2 separate regions of the Danio rerio genome follow, and region 1 is linked to region 2. The links are chromatin contacts, called in public HiChIP or PLAC-seq maps. All regions are on one chromosome and are shown on one strand. Each heading gives the region's core, a stretch centred on a gene start, on an enhancer-like site or on the middle of the called end of the contact. The rest is flanking DNA. Distances are from core to core; before and after follow the strand shown. Region 1 holds the start of spaca9 (sperm acrosome associated 9). Region 2 holds the start of nelfb (negative elongation factor complex member B).

Region 1 (5,569 bases), core at 2,223-4,722, 110 kb before region 2:
GGATAGCCTGTGTGTGCTCGCATAACTTTTTAGCCTGCAGTAAGACAAAAGAAGACAATGAGAAACAGCCTATAAAATGAAGTAAAATTACAGAAATTAAATAAAAATGAGGTAAAGTTGGTTTTATATTCGCACAATCATTCAGTGATAACTTGTGACACGCTCCCTATATTGTTTACCATGGTACTTTGAATATTCGGTCGGAAATAACATAAAAATATGACTTGAAAAAAACATTAGCACTGTGTATTTGACTGTGAACAATGTTGTACTTTGATCGTCATTGGCTGCTAATATGATTTCACTCTTTAGAATTTGCAAATAATTTTTTTCATTCATTTTCTTTTCAGCTTAGTCCCTTTATTAATCTGGGGTCGTCACTGTGGAATGAACTGCCAACTTATCCAGCATATGTTTTACGCAACGGATGCCCTTCCAGCTGCAACCTAGTCCCTTTATTAATCTGGGGTCGTCACTGTGGAATGAACTGCCAACTTATCCAGCATATGTTTTACGCAACGGATGCCCTTCCAGCTGCAACCTATCACTAAGAAACACTCTCATTCACACACAAAAACTACGGACAATTTAGCTTACCAATTCACCTGTTGTAGTAGCATACTGCCTGTCTTTGGATTTGTGGGAGAAAACGGGGCACCTGGAGGAAACCCACGTGAACACGGGGAGAACATGCAAACTCCACACAGAATTGCCAACTGACCCAGCCAAGGCTCAAACCTGTGACCTTCTTGCTGTGGGGTAAACGTACTTCCCACGGCGCCACCCACAAAGAGTTTTATTGTGAAATTATATTATTATGGAGAGTGTGAATTTGTGAATAAAAAACTAACTTTACCTCAGTAGAAATGAAAACATTAATGGTTTACAGAATTGATGCTAAACAATTAGCTGTATTGTAATGTGTAAGGTCTGATGTTGTAACTGTGATGATTATCTGATTAATATAAATCAATTTATCATTAAATTCCAAGACAGAACAATAAAATTACAGACTAAGAAACAAAAAAAATGCAGATTGTGTGCGTGTGTGTGCAACTACAATGCTAGATGTCACTTTAAAAGACAAACATTAATTATAAGCCTAGGAATTAACATTAGCTACTAAAAAAATTGAATTATGTTTTATTTAAAAATGATGCACTTACTACGGTTCTTTTCCCTGATACTGGAGGACCCAGTAATATGATTCTAGGAACTGAAACAGATATACATATATTTTAATCAATGAACCATCTCCAATAAACTATAGATGTAAGATGAAGACTCTTAAAGTACTTCTAGTCGATAACAAAAAAGCTAGCAGTAAGTTATATAATCAATAGTGTCTTTTTACCCGGAATTTTTTTGCTCCTTCAACTTCATTTTGTAAACTCGTCTTATTTGATATCATGTGCAACTACGCCATCTTGTGGTTATGACAGTATTACTATAAGAATGTGTTAGTAACCCAAATATTATCATCCTCAAGCGAGGGACCTAAAACTAGTGAGGGAGCTATTTTACATTTTACATCCTAAATGTAAATACACAAAGCGTAAAAGAGTCTTGAAACCTATTTGTAAAATAATTTGTTTCTATTACATCACATTATTGAATCTTTTAGTCATACTTTATTAATTAATATATTGGAATATTTAATTATTTTAATATTTAAAATAATTTTTAAATGTCCACTGGCAAAACATTTAGATTCATTACTGCATTTTTTATTATGGTGCAGTATTAGTTCAGTAATTCTCACACATATTTACTAATTTTGTTCTTTTTTTTATTTACTTTAATCACTGTATTACTTCAATAATCAGGTATTAATTGTCTTATGAGTATTATGATTTTTTACTAATTCAATAATTTTTTAATTATTCTTCTTTATTTGGACTTTTTATGCTTTTTAATGACCTCTAACATTTTCACTGACATCTCATGTGGCCCCCTGGTCGTTCCCAGACCACAGTTTGAATTCCTTTGTATTAAATAATAAACATTTCTAAGGATTCAGGCACAATTACACAAATCTTACCATCAACATTGTCCCTTTCCAGAAAGTTAATCAGGTATTGAATGGGATCATCTGGTTTGTCCACCATCAGATTTCTCACTAGTGTCTGCAAATTAATAATTCATTTAGACACTATTGTCTTGTAGATGATTAACTTTTTAAACATTGTATAGACAAATGTCTTTACCTGGATCAGGTGAAATATGTCATGTTTCTCTGCATAAATGACCATTTCAGGGGGGATTCTGAGGGGCCTTTCAGCTGAATCCATCACTGCAATGCTCCACGAGACACCGAGAGGTCAGCAAAGGAAGGCTAAAAATGTGTCTTGGTTTACAAAGAAATTAGCATTTTATGAGTTTATATGTATAAAAAGCAGAAAACAGTAAGGTAATCAGTAAAATATTTACTACTAAAATATTTACTACTTTTTAAATTAATTTGTTGAAACTGGTTGCCTATGTTCTGAGTAAAACTTAAAAAAAGATACTAGATGAACTCTGGTAACTTACCTAATGAAAAAGTGATGAGCACATTTTAAAAGAACTACTTATTCATTAGATATTAGTTATTATTTATTAGATACTATTACACTCAATCATTAGATATTATATATATATATATATATATATATATATATATATATATATATATATATATATATATATATATATATATATATATATATATATATATATAAAAAGTGGTTGGATGATAATGAAAATTAGCATTGGCACAATCCTCATATTTCATGGATAAACAAAACAATTTTCTTAAAAATTCAACAAGAGCACATCATAACAATAAAATATAGACCCTAATAAGCAAATTGAAATAGGTTTTGTTATTTTGGTCAAAAGTTTATTTTTTCATGATAAGGTTGACATTTTCATGGAATTGCTCATATATATATATATATATATATATATATATATATATATATATATATATATATATATATATATATATATATATATATATATATATATATATGAGCCTATACTATGTATCTAATACATAAATACTGGTATGTACCGAACATGTTCTAGTATAAAGTATATAATGTTAGTTTCTTTTAAGATGTGCTCAGTAAGTAACGTATTTTTTCAGGTATTGTAACGTTACCAAAGTTTATTTTTTATGTAAGTTAGGCTAATAGTTTACTTAGCTTTGCTCCCTCACAAAAGGGGAATTTACGCAAACGATGCGTTTATTTGATTAAAAATAGCATAATGTGGTTATCTGTTCAAAGGAAAATGAAGAACAAAAATATATAAAGTTACCTTGAAATGTAGGCTAACGTTAGCTGTGGCTAGTTTGTTTTGCGTTCTCACTGCAGCTGTTGCTGTCGTTGCCCTTGGTAACATGTGTAGCTGATGAGCAGATCACATTCAGCACCAACAGAGGGAGTGCGAGCTTCAACTCTAGTTGCTACGCAACATATGCGAAACAGAAAAAGAAGACACCGATTGTACAGGTATTTGATATGCTTCAGTATTAATACAGGTAAGTTCGAATAACGTACATGTGAATATTTGACAAATTGAAGACACAATTGGGCTAAAGTTACATTCCGTGAAAAAGCCCGCTCTTTAGTTTTACAACAAAGTTTTTTTTTAAGTTTTAGCCGTAGTAGAATATCCTTAAGGTAATTACATTAACGTTAACGTTACTCCTATTTATGAACAGTACTTCGTTTATTCTGTATATTAATACTACTGTAACGTTATTCATCTTCAACAGGTTGAGCAATTTAACCGAGATGGCTGATGTCAGACAGCAGCTACTTTCCCTCGAGCAGAAATATAAACGTTTCAAACAACAACAGTTTATATTTATAAATGCTCTGGAGCGCTCAAGAGAACATGCAAGGGACAGAACAGAGCCTGTCTCCACCATAAAACAGGTCATTATGATTTATTAACAGTTTTATAAAGTCATACAGTTCCCACGGCACCCAGTAAAGCTGTGATTATTGAAAAATGGGAGTAATCAAAGCGAACTGTTGTTAATTGTAAGAATGGCATGTTAATATTTTAAGCATAATTTATTATCATGTTAACCTGGTGGAAATTAAACTGCAAATATTTTCAAGTAACAACCCACTATTTTATTGTTGGTTGCAGTAACTATGCATACTTTTAAAGACACTGAAATTTTATTCATTAGTTCATTTTTGAATTTGTAAAGAATTGATTATTAAAATCTGTTTTTAATTTTTTTTTTAAACAAATCTTACAGCAAACTTGTGTAATTATAATCGGTAGTGTATATATTATTGGTTCAATACTGTTAAATAATATGTATTGCATGTATCAATAATGTAAAATTTAAACAAATAAAAAACATTGTTTTTCCGCAGGTCCAAAAGTACATGAATCACCATTGCAGCAATTCAACTGACAGGAGCATCTTTTTACTCTTTCTGGAAATTATTTCTGATCTTGGAGGTGTTTTAAAACAACTGGAGTCCTCAGTGTCCAGCAGAAACACTTCATGTGAGGGATTGGAGACCTGCAAAGAGCTCCTGAACCCCAGCAGCAACATCAGTCAGCAAAGGGCACAGTTAAGTAAAAGTAAAATTACACTACTTCTTACATAAATATAAACAATTGCTGTCTGAATGATTAACCTTCAGAATTTAACCCACTTTAAGGATGCGGGAGTCTCATTAAATAAAATCAGATGGTAACATAATGCTCAAGGCTCCCAAGAATCATTGCTTATTATTTGACTTAATCCCCTTTCTTTACAGCTATCCACACAATGTGATCAACCGGCTGAGCTGTGATGAAGCAAGAAATTTCTATGGTGGGATTGTGAGCATTATTCCACTGACTTTGGACCTTCTCGCTGCCTACATCAGAGGAAGTGCAAAACGTCTAAGTTCAGCATCTACAGTAACACCTAATCAAACGTTGACAAAGAATGTTGTAACCGGGATCGATGCTAGCCTTGAAAAAGACACCAGTAAGCACCAGAGAAGTAAGTCCTCAGAGAAGAAAAAAGGATCTGGTGGTTGGCATGCAGGAAAACCAGCCTGGAAGCCACCCGGAAACACAAGGAGATAAAAAAACTGATATTTACAGATGTTTTGTTCTTAGTTCTCACACCAAGTATTATAAAATTCACAATGAGCTATATGCACAGCTAGTGTTGTAGGCATAGGCCGGTATAAGATTCTGATGGTATTATAACCTTGGGTATAAATATCACGGTTTCACGGTTTCAAAATTACTGCTCTCAAATCTATTTTTTTTACATGTCTGGGTAAAAAAAACATATCCTTTTTAACTTTTGTACACAATATATTTTAACTTAAGAAACATTTTTAAATATTTTGGAACAGTAAACATGTTAGGCTAATTCAAATGATTCAAATGATTTGACTTCTGCTGTTTTCATTAGTTTCAAAAACAGATTTTGTTTTCTTTTCTGCATGAGATTCTGCAGTCCTAAAAAAAAAAAAAAAAAGTAAAATTAAATCTTATTCATACCTTAGGAACAGTTTATCAGAATTTTGTCGGTTTTAAAACCTTGACTTTTCCA
Region 2 (5,612 bases), core at 624-3,123:
CGTCCTGTGTTGCCGTTAGCATCCGGGCAGAGTAGGCTAACGTTAGGCGGCTCCGGTGAATCCCTCGCTAGTTTGCTTGGAATTAAAGGAGAAGTGTCGATTTTATTTTACAGATGGGTAACAACGCACAAAATGGCATTAAGCGTGACAGAAATGTGTTGAACATGTACATTTGATGTTTTTATGCACTATGTATGCGTGAGCATATATAAAAACATTCTTGAAAAGAACTCAATAGTAATGCAGTTAAGCTAGATACACAAACGACCATGAATGAACCGCAGACGTTTAAAATTGTCACTCCATTCTAAAGTTATTAACTTAACAACATGTTTACAACTGTATTTCCTTAAAGAAAGTCAGTAAAATACCAACATTTAGGTAGTTTGACTCACCAGTTGCTGTTCTAAACCTCAGATGGAAAATGGCGTCTGGAAAATTCTTCAGTGACTGGGGCTGCATGAATTCCCGGATGTTGGAAATAACACCACCAAGTGTTGAAAAGATAACTCCTTGATTTCGCACTGAATAAAATAAATTCTAACTCTAATTATATTCATTTATCAAAATCTAACTCTTTAACGTCAACACTTTACTCTCAAATGCTTCAACACCGAGAATTTAACTCTGATGAATTTGCTGTGTAGTAATTACATTTGTGTTTGTTTTCCACTATTATTATCTCATACTTTTTAAATGTAAAAATTGACTTTCAACATTGACAACGTATCTGAACATTTAATTGTGATTGTTGAATGTCTGCATTCACCTAGTTGTAATTTTCTGTACCCTTTTATTACTCTTGTTTTCATTTGTCTTTTCCCCTTCTTCTTATTATTATTAATTTTTAGTTGTATTATTATTATAATTATTATTATTTTCTTTCTCTTCTCTTGTAAAAACAACAACAACAACAAAAATAATGATATGTAACTTTTTGGACTGAAACAATGTTTGTTTTTTCGAAATAAAAAATGAACATAAAAAAGTAGAATGTAGAATGTACTCATCATGCACTCTCAGATCAACCTTCTTCTTCGTTTTATGGCGAGTTGCGAACCAACTTTAAAGGTGCATATCGCCACCTACTGTGATGGAGTGTGAAGAGGTTGAACTGGTTTCCTAAATTCTATTGTATAATCCACTATTTTTAATGAACCTTATTACTGCCTTTATTTGTCTTCCTGAATCTAAACCATCTTTTAATAAACCCTTTATTGTGAAATCCTGGTATCCTAAACTTTGCAATTCCTCTTTAAGGTTTCTTCTCTCATTTTTATATGCTTTGCACCTTTTTAAAACATGTTCTACTGTCTCATCTGTTAGACATGTGTTGCATAAACCTGTCTCATGTTTCCCCATTATGTGTAATGTTTGATTTAAAAAAAAGTATGTCCTGTTCTTAAACGTGTTAAAATAACTTGTTCTCTTCGACTAAGATTATGTGATATTTTGCTTTTCTTTACTGTTTTTTGGATCTTATGATAATGTCTACCTGTGTTATTGGACTCCCAAACTTTCTGCCATTTCCTATTACAAGCTTCTAAGATTAGGCTTTTTCCTTCTGCTCTGCTTAGTGAAATGTGTCTAATTGGTTCATTTTGTTGTAGAGATTCTTTAGCTATTTTATCTGCCTCCTCATTGCCCTGAATACCGACATGCGCTGGAACCCACATTAAATGAACTATTACTCCCATCTGTGTTAGATTATTAAACTTGATCATAATTTCTGTTAGAATGTCATTTCTTTTCGATTCCATTGTCTCAGATCAACCAGCACCTGCAATTGCCTTTACACACAGGAAGTAGTCCACACAGAGGCTTTGATCTTGAAAGCGCAACTAGGAACCTTTCTGAACCGGAACCTTTGACGATGTATCAGAAACAAGAGTCTGTTGACGAGGCTGCACGGCCAGGAAGTGTGCGATTTACAGATAACGAGCAATGCACATCTAGCCAACATTTATGTTATTTCTGCTGTCAATGCATGTAATTTGATATCGTTTTGAAAGTGGAGCCTTCACTTAGAGAGCGTGTGAAAATGTTCGCCGGGCTACCGGAGCTGGGAATATCCAATGGAGAGGATCTGAAAGAAACTCTGACTAACTGTACTGAACCTCTCAAAGCAATCGACCAGTTTCAGGTTAGATCTTTACAAACGTACACATGTCCTGTCTGTCATGTTCGTGATTACATTTTTCATCTGATGTCTTGCATTAGCCCTAAAGCACCTCACGCTCGTGCTGCAGTCTTCTTCATTGTTTATAATGGGAGGATCTAAAGTCTGGCTGTGCAATTCATCATTTGACAATCTGTTACCATACATATTGCCATATATAACATAACGAGCATAATATAATAATAATATTAACTAATAATAAAATATATATAATAACCTCACCGCAATATATCTCTTGAGCTCGTTTAGTTACTCCTAAGCAATTCCTTTTTAGAACCTCATAACTTGAACGTACTGATAACTGAGAAATAAGTATTAATACTTAATGCTTACTCTTGTTTAAAAAAAAGTATTTAGGCTTAAGAGGTAAGATTGGGTCTTAATATAAAAAAGGGGTCCTGCTTTTCTCTTAAAGCTCTTAAATACTTTGTGTCATTGCTTGATAATGGTGATGTTTTATATATGAATGCCTCAACCAAATGTCCTCAGCCTTAACTCAGCCTTTGAGGTTTGTTGCTGCCTGTCGTAGACTAACTCAATATTGTGAACTGTATGCCAAAGCTGAGTGGCCTTCTTTGAATGTAAGAAGGTACACCCCCTGGATGACTATGGTCTACAAGGCTTTTCTGGGTCTGGCGTCTTTTTACCTAAGTTCCCTTTTTTTATAGGTCAAAAAGCCAGTATGCCCTACGTTCAAGTGAATCTTATCATTTGACTGTTTCACGGGTTCGAACTGAAATGGGGAGGCGAGCCTTTATCCTGGAATACTCTTCAGTCTGAACAGAAAATGTCTGAGCTCATCCCAATTAAATCTTTTCGCTCTTTATCTCCATCTTTATAACAAACATCAACAGTCCATTTCCAATGTATGTGTTTTTAACATATTATAATGTGGTATGGCTGAATAACTAAACTGTATTTTTTATATAATCTTTACTTTTTACTTTTTTTTTTTTTCATAAGTCGTGTGTTGCTGACATCCTAGCCAGGTCACCCTTGTAAATGATATCTTGATCTCAATTGTTTTTTTTATCTGATTAAATAAAGAAACATATCGTATAAGTGCACTAAACTTGATTAAGCATGCACTTTTTGTCTACTCTTATTTCTGTTGAACAATTAAAAGCTGTACATGCAGATAAAGTAATTTTACCATTACATAAAAGGCCACATCATGCAAGAGAGTAAACTTTATGGCAGCTTTTAAATGTCAAATTCAAAGTTTTACTTTAAAGTACACGTTAAATAAATGAACATAATTTAGAGTAGTTTTAATATTATTTACATCATAAGCATAATTGATAAATATTTTAAGTCTACTTTGGCAAAAATGTTTTATTGAATATTACGTTTAAAATAAATATATTAATTGTTCTAACTTCATCGTTTATGATTTGTAATTACAAATATATTTAAATAGAGTAGAACATGCATTCAAGTTTTATGTAAATGATTGTTTACTATAAATCCTTGTCAGTACATCTAGTGCTCTATATTAAGTATACTTCAACCATACCTCAAAAGACAGTGAAAATGATTACAAATTTATTGGTTATTTTCCAATTATTCCTATACCAGTTCTAATAATTTTCAAATTATCCTATTTTGTGCTGGACAGAAGAAACAAACTCGTAAAGGTTTTATTAATTCATATTAATTCTATACATTTATATTTAAAGGTATTTACATGGGCAAATAAGTTTGAGGATGAGATTAAACTTGTTTTGAGATTATTCTAACTGGGGCTGGAAAATATGCATTATTGTTGTTGAGAATCGCATCATTTTTTAAAGACATTTTCCTAGAAAAATGCTATTTTTTAGCTGTTTTAAAATAATTCATTTAGTGTTATTAAAATAAATAGGCAAAAGATATTTAGGTCTAATCAATTCTAATTCAAACAAAAAAACTGTGTCAAGATGCAAACATTTTAAAACACTATGAATGAGTGAAATCCTCAGCAGATATTCTGACTCTGATTAGCAATAGCATAACTAATAGCAGAACAGCAACTGCTGGGGTGGGCGGTATAAAGTTTTTAAGGCCCCATCTGATTAGTAGACCTTGGATAAATAACCAATGCATAAATTGAAACTAATTGATCTCACATGGATATTTTGGATATGCTGTTATCGCAATAACAATAATTTTGCAATATATTGTGAAGCCCTATTCTTATAGCAACTTGCTGCAAAATAAAGTCTAAGACATACTAATCTATGACATGATGATCTATCAAAAATTACTAATGCCTTTCTGTATATTGATTTTTAACAGACGGAAAATGGCATATTGCTGCCAACCCTACAGTCTGCATTGCCTTTTCTGGATCTTCACGGGACTCCACGGCTGGAGTTTCATCAGTCGGTCTTTGATGAACTTCGAGACAAGCTAATGGAGCGTGTTGCCACCATTGCAGAGGGCAAGGAAGAGGACAGGTGAATAGAAGCTTTGATTTTGAACCTTGAGTTTACATAGCTGATCATAAATAATACCTCTCAATCTGCTTAATCCACTCAGGTACGTAAAGCTGGAGGAACTACTGGAGAAAAGCTTTCCCCTAGTGAAGATGCCATCCATACAGCCGGTTGTCATGCAAGTTCTGAAGCATCTGCCAAAGGTACCGATGTGTGCTCTGACCTCTTACTAGTCCCTTCAGGATTTTGTGATCCAGTAATTGCAAAATCAAGCAAATGCAAAAATTCTGCTGATTTGTTCTTTGAGAGGCATCATGTGATGACGTTATTTGCAGAAGTTGGAGTAGGAGAACTGGAAGTTGGCTGGATGTGTAAATTCAGTGGCTACATTTCTGGTTGCTTGAAAACCATGCAGCAGCCATTCAAAGCATTAGACTAAAACATGTCAGAAAAGAGTGTTCTGAGTTGTAATATTACAGCAGTTGATACATCATGATTTTAATGTCCTGTATGATATATGTAGTGACAATATTGAAATAAGAAAAAAACGGCTCATTTTATTTTGTGGCGTAAAATAACTTTTTTTTACTTACAGCTCTTATCAAATTTAAAAAATGTCATTCATTCATCCATTTTGGTAGTTTTGTATCAAATATGATATAGTAGGCTTTAGGTAAAGTATCTCTTTTTATTGCTATTGCTCTTTTTATTTATCTTTTTTTAAAAGTATGTTGCTACTAATTTTCACAGCAGACCAACAAATGAATGCAAGAAATATTGATGCAAATTTTGAGAGAGAAAAACACTGAGAAAATCAGTCATTCAGAAAAATAATCAGTTAAATATTATAAATACTTTTTCATTGAAATCCTGATTGTATTGTATTGAATGTGGTAGTCAAGTGATCCACTTTTCAAGGTTGCACTACATTTAAATGTACATCAAACCATTTCAAAACAGTTTTAGGTTTGTCCGTCTTTGACAGCGTGACCTTCTCTTGCAGGTGCCTGAGAAGA

What was found. HiChIP or PLAC-seq counts read pairs in DNA pulled down with a chosen protein or histone mark.
Region 1: a contact with region 2 is called in an H3K4me3 HiChIP or PLAC-seq map of gastrula embryo, with 2.3 times the contacts expected there. The contact joins the promoter of spaca9 here to the promoter of nelfb in region 2. A contact is called at or near these places in 2 of 4 datasets of contacts at active chromatin or transcription factors (embryo and gastrula embryo).

Annotation. Positions count from the first base shown.
Region 1 is chr5:30,294,431-30,299,999 of GRCz12tu, reverse strand. spaca9 (sperm acrosome associated 9) reads left to right here and starts at 3,472. Exons shown (of 4, transcript NM_001045430.1): 1 at 3,472-3,526; 2 at 3,764-3,926; 3 at 4,383-4,585; 4 at 4,776-5,477. The coding sequence starts at 3,783. The coding sequence ends at 5,091. ak8 (adenylate kinase 8) reads right to left here and starts at 3,382. Exons shown (of 14, transcript NM_001020644.1): 1 at 3,304-3,382; 2 at 2,208-2,347; 3 at 2,042-2,126; 4 at 1,167-1,216; 5 at 1-34. The coding sequence starts at 2,291.
Region 2 is chr5:30,178,290-30,183,901 of GRCz12tu, reverse strand. It overlaps nelfb (negative elongation factor complex member B), which reads left to right and starts at 1,873. Exons shown (of 13, transcript NM_200168.1): 1 at 1,873-2,143; 2 at 4,457-4,617; 3 at 4,700-4,799; 4 at 5,600-5,612. The coding sequence starts at 2,042. LOC141385820 (a long non-coding RNA gene) reads right to left here and starts at 452. Exons shown (of 6, transcript XR_012406887.1): 1 at 396-452; 2 at 1-75.